2 separate regions of the Sus scrofa genome follow, and region 2 is linked to region 1. Evidence: chromatin contacts called from public Hi-C data. All regions are on one chromosome and are shown on one strand. The core of a region is the stretch at or near the end of the contact, and the rest is flanking DNA. Distances in the headings are between cores, read along the strand shown. Region 1 has its middle 22 kb from the start of SLC1A7. Region 2 overlaps SCP2 (sterol carrier protein 2).

The links. Hi-C and Micro-C count contacts between places; a contact is called where the count stands out from the background.
Region 2: a contact with region 1 is called in a Hi-C map of liver, with 1.7 times the contacts expected there. The contact joins two enhancer-like sites. A contact is called at or near these places in 3 of 47 Hi-C or Micro-C datasets (liver and skeletal muscle).

The regions. Positions count from the first base shown.
Region 1 is chr6:159,081,243-159,087,479 of Sscrofa11.1, reverse strand. No RefSeq gene overlaps it. Among named protein-coding and RNA genes, the nearest start is that of SLC1A7, 22 kb to the left of the region's middle. Within about 2 kb of position 2,604, at least 7 of the 83 cell types and tissues checked have an H3K27ac peak or open chromatin away from gene starts, as enhancers often do. A contact at or near this core is called in liver, where this site is marked.
Region 2 is chr6:159,221,749-159,227,985 of Sscrofa11.1, reverse strand. It overlaps SCP2 (sterol carrier protein 2), which reads left to right. Exons shown (of 22, transcript NM_001168415.1): 17 at 3,503-3,656. Among named protein-coding and RNA genes, the nearest start is that of PODN, 45 kb to the right of the region's middle. Within about 2 kb of position 3,500, at least 50 of the 83 cell types and tissues checked have an H3K27ac peak or open chromatin away from gene starts, as enhancers often do. A contact at or near this core is called in liver, where this site is marked.

The DNA of each region.
Region 1 (6,237 bases), core at 1,355-3,854:
AGTCCCACCTGGCCTCAACAGAAAGGCGGGGGAAGTCAGATTTTAATATACTTGACCTCTGAGGCAGTCAGATCGGTGGGCAAATGGGGATGAGACGTTCTCCCTACCCACATGTCATCCCCACACACCCAGGGACAGGGCGCCTCCCCTTCCTCACCTGTTGGTTCCTGTAACTTTCTTGGGCCAGGAGAGCAGACCCCAGCAGCCTGAGAGAAATACCCTCCCCCAGCATGGATGGAGCCCTTGGACTCAACAGACGCATCAAAAGAAATCTCACTTATTCTGTGGCACATCCGTGGCAGCCCTGATTTCATCTAGTTCACACGACAACCCCATGAGGAAGTATGGGCATCATTATTTTACGAATGAGAATGCTTAGGCCTAAATAAACTGACTTTCCAATGGATACTCAGCTAGTACGTCGCAGAACCAGGACTTGGAACCCCGTACTTCTTAGCTTCCCGTCTGAAGAAGAAACCAGAGAACCAGGCTTTCATAGAGGAGAGTATTCGATCTGCATGGAGCAGCAAGGAGCACGGGCAGGGGTCGGCTCCCTTCTGAGTCCTGGTACTTGGTACAGGGGGACATCAAGCAGGCACAGAGGGCCGGAAGGGACAGGAACCTAGGTGTCAATCCAGCTCCATCACCCTTCAGCCTGGATGACACGGGGCCGTCACTTAACCTCCTAAGAGCTAACTAGCTGAGCTAATATGACTTCCTTTTTGGAAGACAATGATGAGCCTCCATAGCCTAACACAGGAAAAACACTTAGGTTCCAATGGTGTTTTCTTAGACTCTGTATTTGTCTATTCGGCATTCATCCATCACAGGGCCCATTGTATTAACGATATTTTTTGTATTTTTTTTTTTTTCTTTTTTGGCCACCCCAGGGCATAAGGAGTCCCCAGACAGGGATCGGACCCGAGCCACAGTTTCAACTTGCACCACAGTTAGGGCAGCGCTGGATCCTTTAACCCACCATGCTGGCCAGAGATTTAACCTGTGTCCCAGAGCTAATCCTTTGCACCCGTGGGAGAAACTCCCCCCCCCCTTTTCTTGATACTTGATGTGCTGGTATTTTGGGGCTTTGCAGACCCAGGAAGAGACTGCCTCTCCGGCGCTGCTGATAACAACCTGCCCAGGAGCAGGCCTTTCGCCTTTCCTGTGCAACCCAGCCCGTCCTGAGTCTCCACCTCCTTAACCACCTCCTGTTTCACGCTCACACTCAGTATTTCCCCAGCCCTCAATCATCCCAGGGTCAGGTACCAGGCACTAGAGACCACACTTAGTGTCCAAAGCCCACCGGAATTAATTACCCTAGCTGTTTACCTTGTCCTGTCTTCACTGCAGGAAACCCAGTGAAGGCTCCGGCCTAGACGTTTCCCTTGCGCCTTCCTGTTTCCTGACCAACACGGGTGCTTTCCCCTGCGACTGCCCAGAGCCCCCCTCTGGGATCTGTGAGCACAAGAAACTTCCTCCCGTCAAGCCTCGTGGCCACACCAACTTCACCATCTCATATTCAGCATGACCATTCTTAGAAGAGCCTGGCAATTTCTGGCCTGTAGTAAACCTTCAATCATAGTTGCTACTGTTGCTACTGTGGTGAGCATTCTAAACCAGCTTCCTATTTGTTATGTGAACAGAAACAAGTCCCTTGCCTTTCTGGGCCTCAGTTTCCTCAGGCATTCATGGAAACCCAACCTCAATGGGGTGGTTTTGAAGATGGAATCTGTAAAATGCAGTCTATTTTCTCTTCTCCTCCTCTGTCTCCTTCTCGTATTTTGAGACCTCCTGGGCCAGAAATATGGACTAGGCAGAGTCAGAGGCTGGAGCAATTCTCCTTGCTCGTATCTGGCACATAGTAGGTGCTCAAGAAATAGGTGTTGAATGATTAGAGGATCTGCTGAATTCCCTTAGTAGACACTCGATCAGTGATTCTTGGAGGATCACCTGGGGAGCTTTTAAAACTTACCCGTGCCCTCATCAAATGCCCAGCTTTCATCTGGGGGGTAGACCCAGCATTGGGTGGAGGGCGATGGGAGCCCCTGGTCTACACTACGGCAGTGTAGAGACTCACAGTTCGGAAGATTAACAGGAGATGTCTTAGTATATAGACCTTGTTGCATTTTTGCACATGGCTTTGGGGACTGCTTCTGAGACCCTTTTGGATCTGGAGACTCTGATCCCTTCTCCCCTTTCTCTTCAGGCTGCCTATGGCAGATCCAGAAGGCACCTTCTAGGACCGTGCCATGTGTGCGGCCCTTTTGCCCAAGAACCTCTTCTGGGCAAGGACTCGTTCAGGCTTTAGTTGATGGAACACGGTTAACGTCAAGGGTCTTTATGTCGGTTCCCCAGGGTGGAGCAGGGCGGCGCAACCAGTCTGAATGCTGGGCCCACTGATGATGCCCGTTGCATGGTATTTGCCTAAGTTTATGGGCCTGTGGGCTTAGGTGACACCATGTTGCCATCTTGCAACACCCTCAGAGTGGAAAGAGATTGGATTTTGGAGTTGCAGAGAAGGGGGCGTTCAGTCCTACGGGCCTGTCACCAGCTGTGTGGCCTTCGGGATCTCTGGGCCTCGTCTCCTCCTCTGTGGCAGGAGGGTGCTAATGCCTGTCTCTGGGAGCTGCTGGGAGAATCCAGTGCTGTAACGCGTATGAGACATAGCACCCAATTAATGTGAGTCTTTTCTTGGCTTTTCAGTTTAGTTATTGCATCAGCTGTTTTCCTAGTTCTCCCCCTTGGCTTATTAAGTAATAGCTACAGAAGTTTATAACAGGTCACACACTGGCAACCTGCATCCTTATTTTGATTGGCTTTCAAAGTGTTTTACAAAAATCCAACTTAATTGCCAACATTTAAAAATGAGAGCGCTTACATAAAAATCTGGATTTGTGGCTTCATTAGAAACATCTGCATGACCACAACTGCTGGAACGAAGGGCTGGCTTCTCGCTCTGCTCACAGCTTTCCTGATTCCACCGCCTTCCACCTCATCACCCCTCGTCTCCCTGGGTTCCCAGAATGGCTGCCCGCTAAGAGCTTGGGGTCCTAGCATAAGCCCCAGTTTATAAAGTGCTTTCACCTCGTCCGTCTCACTTGAACCCTACCCACGAGGGAGATGTTACCATTATCCCTTATTTCACAGGGAAAGAAATGGAAGCTGAGATGTTATGTGACCGACTCAGAGTTGTTTATACCAGTAACAACAATAAATAGCTAATATTTATTGGGTATTCAACATGTGCCCAGCATTATTCTCAGCCCTTTACATGTCTTAATTTAATTATCACAACAATTTCATCACACGTTTTCATTATCCCTATTTTACAGATGAGGAAATTGAGGCAGAGAGAGGGCAAGTAACTTCCTCAAGGTCACACAGCTGGAAAGCACAAAATAAACCCAAGCCTTCTGAGTCCTAACCTGTGCCTATTCTACTGCAGGAGAGCTTCGCCTTCCTTCCTCCCTTTCTCTTTTTTAACATATGCACATCTATGGGCCCCAGCTTGGGGTAAGCTTTTGAAAGGGCTTTTTTAGTTTAGTTTAGTTTAGTTTTTGGTGGGGAGTGGGTGGGACCTCATTTTGTAGTATTCGTTTCCTGCTGTATCCTCAGCACCTAGAACAATGCCTGGCGTGTCGCATCAGCGCAAGAAACACAGCAATAAGCAATAGAAAGAATGTAGCCATAAAGGCATTATTCATTTCATGGGCTTGTAGTATTCCTGGTGTCTGTAAATAAGGTAATTGGTTAACTAATTAGCATAAAAGTGAGGCCCTACCATGTGGGCATGTAATGGATTCCCTGCTCTTGAGTAGCTCAAGACCAGATAAGAAACACTGACAAATAAAATTCAAATACAGGATATATATGGACATAAGTCACTTGCCAAGAGAATTATTTTTTCCATTAAAAATGATCAATGATCCACTTAAGATATTTTCTTTTTTTTATCTTTTAAGTTTTTTTCATAATGGTTTTTATTTTTTTCCATTGTAGCTGGTTTACAGAGTTCTGTCAATTTTCTACTTTACAGCAAGGTGACCCAGTCACACAGACACATTCCTTTTTCTCACATTATCATGCTCCATCACAAGTGACTAGATATAGTTCCCACTGCTATACAGCAGGCTCTCACTGGGTATTTTCAATAAAGGCTAAAAATATATGATCAAGTCAGATTATAGTGATAATTATCTTACTGAGTTTTTATTTCCAGTACTGAAGTTGGGTCCATGAGACAGGAAAACCTGGAGTCTTGGAAAATATTTATGATGAAAACCCGAGACAAAAATGCAATTTGAAAGAATTTCCTGTTTAAATATTCCCATGTAGCTGGGATAGGCTCACAGGGATCCAGCAGAGATACTGAAGTTTAACATGTTTGATTAAACCAATTTCTACCGCTGATTCTCTTCCTGGGGCTTCTGGAAAGTCCAGGCAAAGACCACAGCATTCCAGAAACAGATGGGAAAATAAAGCCTACACTTTTTTTTTTTTTTTTTTTTTGTCTTTTTAGGGCCACACCTGTGGCATATGGACATTCCCAGCCTTGGGGTCAAATCGGAGCTGCAGCTGCCGGCCTACACCACAGCCACAGCAACGCCAGATCCGAGGTACGCCTGCAACCTACACCACAGCTCATGGCAACGCTGGATCCTTAACCCGCTGAGCAAGACCAGGGATCAAACCCATGTCCTCATGGATACTAGTCAGGTTCGTTACCACTGAACCACAACGGGAACTCCAAGCCTACACAATTTAAATATTCAGTATGCGTTTCAAGAAGTTCAATATACCCAAAGAAGATGAGAGAATATTTTGAAGAGAGACCTGCACTCCCCTTGGCAGTCTTATTCACAATAGCCAAGACACGGCAGCCACCAGAGCCCACTGGCCTCACAACTTCACTGCCAAGGAAATGCCATGGCAATGGGCATGTCAGTGGGCACAGCATGCAGACTCATTGCCCTGCCCCGCTCCATAACCCTGTGTGAAGACGGTTAAAATTCACTGTGTTCCATCAAGCAATACCTGAACTGGCTCCTGCCCAGAACAGGGCAAGACCGCTACACGCAGACCTAGAAGGTGGGGGAGCACCCTTCCCGCCACCACTGCCCACCAGTCCGTTTGTGCCTATAATGCTGTCTCCTTCCTCTTTCAATTGAAAAAAACAAACAAACAAACAACAAAAAAAACTGCTTCAGGAGATCCCATAGTGGCTCAGCAGAAACTGACTAGCATCCATGAGGATGCAGGTTCAATCCCTGGCCTCGCTCAGTGGGTTAAGGATCCAGTGTTGCCGTGAGATGTGGTGTAGGTCACAGATGTGGCTTGGATCCCGTGTTGCTGTGGCTGTGGTGTAGGCCGGTGGCTATAGCTCTGATTGGACCCCTAGCCTGGGAACCTCCATATGACACGGGCGCAGCCCAAAAAAAAAAAAAAAAAAAAAAAAAAAAAAAAAAAAAATGCTTCAAAGAAAACATGTTCAGTGCTGAAAAGAAAAACACAAAAAGATCTTCTATTCTTTTTTTTTTGTCTTTTGTCTTTTGTCCTTTTAGGGCCACACCCACAGAACATGGAGGTTCCCAGGCTAGGGGTCTAATTGGAGCTGTAGCCGCCGGCCTACGCCACAGCCACAGCAACAGCAACGCCAGATCTGAAGCATGTCTGTGACCTACACCACAGCTCACGGCAACGCCCGATCCTTAACCCACTGAGCGAGGCCAGGGATCGAACCCACAACATCATGGTTCCTAGTCAGGTTTATTTCTGCTGCGCCACGATGGGAACTCCAGATCCTGTATTCTAACACTCAGAAATAGTTTTTAGTTTATACTCCTAAGCATTTTTCTATGTTTAAATATACATATATATATATTTTTTTTTTTTGCCAAAGCTTTCATAGTGCTTCTTTGTTTTCTTTTTCTCTCGTGCTAAAATATACATAACACAAAATTTATTCTTTTAACCATTTTTAGGTGTAAAGTTCTGTGGCATTAAGCACACGTACATTATCATGCAAGTATCACTGAAACTCTGTACCCGTTCAACACCGACTCCCGGTTCTCTTCTTCCCCGGCCTCTGGCAACCATCATTTTACTTTCTGTCTCTGTGAATTGGACTAGCCTCTGTACCTCATATAAGTTGAATAAGATAGTATTTGTCTTCTTGTGACTGGCTTATTTCACTTAGCACAGTATCCTCACAGTTCATCCGAGTTGTAGCATGTGTCA
Region 2 (6,237 bases), core at 2,251-4,750, 140 kb before region 1:
CGTTATCCCCAAGGAAGGAAGGAATTTTTAAATGTTGCTCATGTAGTTTATGTTTTCATTACTGGCTGCTACTTTCTACACTTCACAGGTCTCGCTTCTAGAAATATAGGAAATGCCAGTTTATTCTGAAAGCAGACCACCAGGAACCACATGTCATCAGTATGTTTTCTCACCGACACTCATCTTTGGTTAAAAGCAAATAAACAGGTTAACATGGATCTTTTTTCCCTTCCTCCCTTCTTCCTTTTTTGCAACACAGGAGTTGAGCAGATCACGAGGAGCGATTTAATGCAGCGTTAGCACAACTCCTACAGTATCCGGGCTATGGTGTGATTGAGTTATTGCACAATCCAGTGCTGCCAATAATTCATGTTCTCTCTCTCCCTGCCTCCCTCCCACCTCCCCCTCTCACTCTCAGTAGCCCCGTCTTGAGCACTCTCTAGCCTCCTTCACTTAATTTTCTATTCCTTAGGCAGGCAGGGTTCCTTTCAATGCCTATCTTGTTTATTAGATCTTCTGAGTCTTGAGCAGTGTCAACACATGATAGGCAGTCAGTAAATATGTGTTGGATGGGAGTTCAGTGGAAACGAATCTGACTAGTATCCATGAGGACCCAGGTTCAATCCCTGGCCTGCTCAGTGGGTTAAGGATCCGGCAGTTGCCGTCATTGGATCCCGTGTTGCTATGGCTGTGGCACAGGCTGGCGGCTATAGCTCTGATTTGACTCCTAGCCCGGGAACCTCCATATGCCATGAGTGCGCCCCTAAAAAAAAAAAACATTGTTGGATGGATGGGTAGATGAATATCTAATTGGTTCTTTGCATTTTTTAAACTGAGATTATATCATATTCATTTTCCTAAATTGTTAACATTTTTGTAAACATCTTTAAAATAGAGATATAGTGCTTCATATGAATAGATCATTCTTTATATAAAAATTCCCCAGTTATTTCACTTGTAGAGTATCTGGTTTTTCCCTGTTCTAACAATGTGATGGACACATAGCTTTGTGTATAAGACTTTTCCTATGTTTGATTATTTTTATAGAAAGCTTTTCAAGGCAATTTAAATGCTCTTAATGATTTTGTACATTGCTTTCCCAAAAGGTTATACTAGTTTGAACTTTCATCTGTACTGTATAAAGGTGGCTGTCTTGTCATAGTCTCCCTAGCATTGATTCGTTCCATTTTTAAACATCCTGACCAATTTGATTGGTTAAAACAGTATCTTTCTATTTGATCAAGGGGAAGTTGAGTGTTTTTTCCCAAATATTTGTATACTATGTATATTTATTCTTTTGGGAGGTAAGTAGCCCTATTTCCCCCATGTATGTATAGGACCAGTGTGAATACTTTTTTTTGCCCTTTTTTTGTGCATTTGTAAATGTTTTAGATGGCAGATTTCAAGTAGAATTGATTGCCCCAGAGTTTGGATATATTAGTAGAATTATTTATTCACTTTGACCTTAATATTCTGAATGTTCACAATTCAAAAAATCATTACATGGAGGAGTTCCCATTGTGGTGCAGCGGAAACGTTCCGACTAGGAACCATGAGGTTGCGGGTTCAATCTCTGGCCTCACTCAGTGGGTTAAGGATCTGGCATTGCTGTGAGCTGTGGAGTAAGCTGGTGGCTACAGCTCTGATTAGACCCCTAGCCTGGGAACCTCCATATGCCGTGGGAGGGGCCCTAAAAAGACAAAAGACAAAAAAAAAAAAAAAATCATTACATGGAGTTCCTGTCATGGCTCAGCAGTTAACAAATCTGACTAGTATCCATGAGGACACAGGTTTGATCCCTGGCCTCGCTCAGTGGGTTAAGGATCCGGTGTTGCCGTGAGCTGTGGTGTAGGTCATAGATGCAGCTCGGATCCTGCATTGCCGTGGCTGTGGCATAGGTGTGGCTACAGCTCCAATCTGACCCCTAGCCTGGGAACCTCCATGTGCCTCGGATGTGGCCCTAAAAAGAAAAAAAAAAAAATTACGTCATGTGGAATTACCTGTTTTTAAAATGTGTTAACTATATATTCTATAAAAATATACAGATATTGCTTAGAAATGAGGAATGGCAGTTAAATTTCTTGAGAAGGTTGGGGTTATATAGGAAGCTGTCACAGGTACTTGGGAATCAGGTTTCATGGTTGGGGATGTGGGTGGAAGAACAGATATTGTAGGCAGACTTGTGTAGCTCTGCCTCCAGGATGTTGAAACCAGTCTATCCTGAAAGAATGTTCTTAGCTATCCTTGAAGAGCTAGTGTGAGAGAGAAAAAGAATGTAAATTAGGAGGCTTGTATTTAATCTCAACTCTAGAATTAGCCTGCTTTGTAACCATTCACAAATAACTTAATCTTACATTTCTCACTGCTAACTTTGTACCTAAGCAAGGGCTCCTGTGCCAGACTTGGATGGTGGGTGTTTGCAGCAAAGTAAGGGTTTATTTGCAAGGCACCAAGCAAGGGAGCCGGAGGCAAGTTTCAGATTCACTCCTTCTTGGTCTTTGAGTTAGGGCTGTTTTAAAGAGAAAGAACAAAGAAACTGGAATTAATCATTGTCCTGAGACATTTCTTTATCTGATTTTGGGAGTCAGAATGTGGTTTATGAGTCTCTGGCCAGGTGGTCCATGGCTCCAGGGGTCTCTGAGCTCATCTTGCCCTGGAAAAACCACCTGCATTTGAAGGTTAATGATATCTACACAGCTATTTTTGTATAGTAGGATGTTATCAACAGTAACAGTTTTAGTCATCTGACTCTGGTTGATTAGTATTCAGTTAGTACAGGAATGAGGAGACAAGAAAGGGATAGAGGTCACAGGAGACAAGGAAGGGAATAAAGTTTTGGATAGAGAAATTTATCATAAACCCAGTAAGGTAACTTCAGTTTTGGGGGGCTCGGTTTCAGCATTATTAAGTTCTCTCCAGCTCTAAAAATCTGCTTTTATTATCCAGGGGACAAATGCTTTTTTTTTTTTTTTTTTTTAAATCCAGTGCTATTCTTGTGAATAGCTGTGAATAGATCTGGGAAACAGTTCAGTTCATCCTTTCTAGGAATTCTTTGAGAAGAATAGGAAAAGTCCTCGTGCTAGCTAAATTTTTAGGGAAAGCCAACTCCCACATCCTAGATTGTTTTCTTTTGATACATTAACAGTGGTAAGAATTAAATTATTTTTAGGCCATTCGGCCTGAGCCAGAGCACTGTACCTTCAGCGTTTTCGCTTTGAACATTGCCCCCCAAATGCCAGGTTGGATATATTTAAAGAGCACAGGGAATTTCTTAAGCCTGAGTATTGGCTAAATACAGAGATTACTGCGGAAGAAAAAGTAACTAACTACAAAACCCCTCCAGGCTTGTAGGAGAAGTTCCTGTCTAGGCAGATTTCGTCTTGGCGGAATGAAACGGTTTAATTGAAAGCCACAGTTGGCAGCCCTCGTCTGGCTTGAGAAAGCCGATTGGGGCCGCTTTCTAAACCAACGGGATCTGACGGCTCTGTGTTCGATTTGTTAGGTCTGGCTCAGTGCGCCGAACTCTGCTGGCAGCTGAGAGGGGAAGCCGGGAAGAGGCAAGTTCCTGGTGCAAAGGTTGCTCTGCAGCATAATTTGGGCCTTGGAGGAGCTGCGGTTGTCACGCTGTACAGGATGGGTTTTCCTGAAGCTGCCAGGTAAGTGGCACTCTGGTTTTGCATGGCAGTGAATCCTTCTGACTCTCCGCAACTAATGGCGTTGTGCATGTTTTCCAAAAGTCCTAATTTTATTGTCTTCGTACTCAAAGAACAGGTATCTCATTGCGTGGCTGTCGTAGCACGGCTTAAACACTTTAAAACTGGCAGTTAACTTTTAAATGTCACCAGCCTTAGGAAAATTTTGTTCATGAAGGAGGCAGCGTAGGCAAGAGTGGCGGACTAGACGCGGGAGCTGGCTGGGTCCTTGTCTCAGCCCTGCCAACCTGAGTAGTTTTCATTTAGGCAAGTCATTTTTTGGTTTCCTTTCTCACAATTTGCTTTCTCCCCATGGCCTCTGAGATTGTTTGGAGAAAGTCATCAAATATGCTGATTGCATCTCTGCAGATTGATGTTTCTGAATCCAGTGAAGCCCTCGCTGCTGCCAGAATCCTTCCTGTTCGTCTCTTGTTGGTTTTCTTCCTGCCCTTGTCTAATGCCTGTGTTCCTCCAGTCTCCACTTTCTTTTCCAAGGCTTTCAGGATCCCTCCTCTTCCTTACTCTTCTCAGAGAAGTGCTCATCCTTCCCAGAGGAAAAAAAAAGTCCCATTTCCTTTCCTTTGCATGCTTTTGTTTCCAACCACTTTCTGTAATTTTGTTCCACATGTTAAGTATACCCCTCTTTTGAATCTTTCTGTTTTTGCGTTTTCATTGACCCCTTTCCCTCTGTCAGCAAACGTGTTCAGGTCTTCTGTATTCTAGAAATCTACTTTGATTATAAAGATTAAGAATACCTTAATTATTCTCTTTCATGATGAACCTTTTATATTGAACCACTTTTGTTTTTCTATTTTGAAATGCCTTTAGTTTCTTATCTCATCACGGAGGTCAGGTGAGGCCAGCAGTGATCTGATTATGAAGTGCTCTGGCCTTTATTTTCTGGTCTTTAACCCTGCAGTAGCTAGCAACACTGATTGGCTCCCTTTTCCCCCCGAATTCTTGGTAATTATTTTTTCATTTTTTCCACACTTTTGGTTCTACAGAGGGTATGTGACACACTTTTTTTTTTTTTTTAACAGAATCCGTTATATTCTCATGTTTTAGAAGCTTTTGAGTCTCTTCTGTCTTCTTTCTCTGCCTGGAATATTCTGTTGTGAAAATTGTGTCTTCCTATTAAGACCAATCTTAGGTAGCTTCTCCCTTTGAATATCCAAAGCACTTTGTAACTCTTGGGTCCCTGTCTGATTTCTGTTTAGTTGTAGTGCATCTAGATTGGTTTTTTTAAAAATCCCATTTGTTATGTGAAAGCCTTGAGATAAAAACTGTGACCTCCCCACCCCTCTGTTTCCTGAATTGGATCAAATAAAAAGCTGTTAAGGTGTTGAAGTTTAAGTTTCCTCCTAAATCTGATTCATTAGTTTTATACTGTCCTCTGAAATTCCTAGTTCGTATTTGGAGTTGAAAATCCTCAGTAAAAGCCACACTATCAAGAGCTACCAGAGTCAGCACATTAGTATAGCTATCTAATTTGCTCAGAATAGATTCTGTAGTTTGGACAATAAATTCTATTTTATTTATTTATGTATTTGCTTTTTTTTTTTTTTTTTTTTTTAGGACTGCACCCACATATGGAGGTTCCCAGGCTAGGGGTCCAATCAGAGCTACAGCTGCCAGCCTGTGCCACAACCACAGCAATGCCAGATCCAAGCCTTGTCTTTGACCTACACCACAGCTCACGACAATGCCAGATCCTTAACCCACTGAGCGAGGCCAGGGATCAAAACCACAAGCTCATGGTTCCTAGCCAGATTTGTTTCTGCTGTGCCACGACAGGAACTCCAGTAAATTCTGTTTTAAATGTGGAAGTCTCATGGTTTTTTCATTTTCAGAGACTAAGCGATTGGGAGATAGAATTGTTCACAATAACTATAGTTGCTGTTTCTGGGAAGGAAGAAGTATGAAAAAATCCAAATGATGTGTTAATGACAGAAAGAAATTGCCTTCGAACATTGAAGATATTTTTGATAGTTTTAGTGATAGAACATAATCTACTTCAAAGGCCAAAGCTGGGAAAATAATTCTAACTCTGATGGTACAAGTATAGTTTTAAAATGAGGTTTGGCTTTAAACAAAGTAATTTTAAGGTACTCATTGCACCTGATCTGATTTCCTTAGTTTCTTCTTTAGCTAACTTTGATGGAGCAGCTGCTATGTGCCTGGGCCCCTAAGAATGGCCCTCTGAGTATGTGGAGAAGGCAGACATACTTTTATCAAATGCTCTAGAAGCCCAGAGGAAGAAATGTTTATGAAGTTGTTAAATGTGAACTCAGATGACTAGGGTTGTCCAGCAGAAGAATAGAGGAAGGGCATTCTAGGCCTATAAATAGGAACAGACGTTTGAAAATACCAGATTTGGCAAGTGGTTGTACTATGTGGTGGGTAGAGGGCAGAGTCAGTAATACACAGGTGGCAGGAGAGGCATCCGTGACAGATCGGATCAAGGTTTTGAAATGCTTCAGATGCTATGCTCAGCAGTTTGAAACTTATCTTACAGAATATGAGTTTTACCAAAAGATGATGTGAT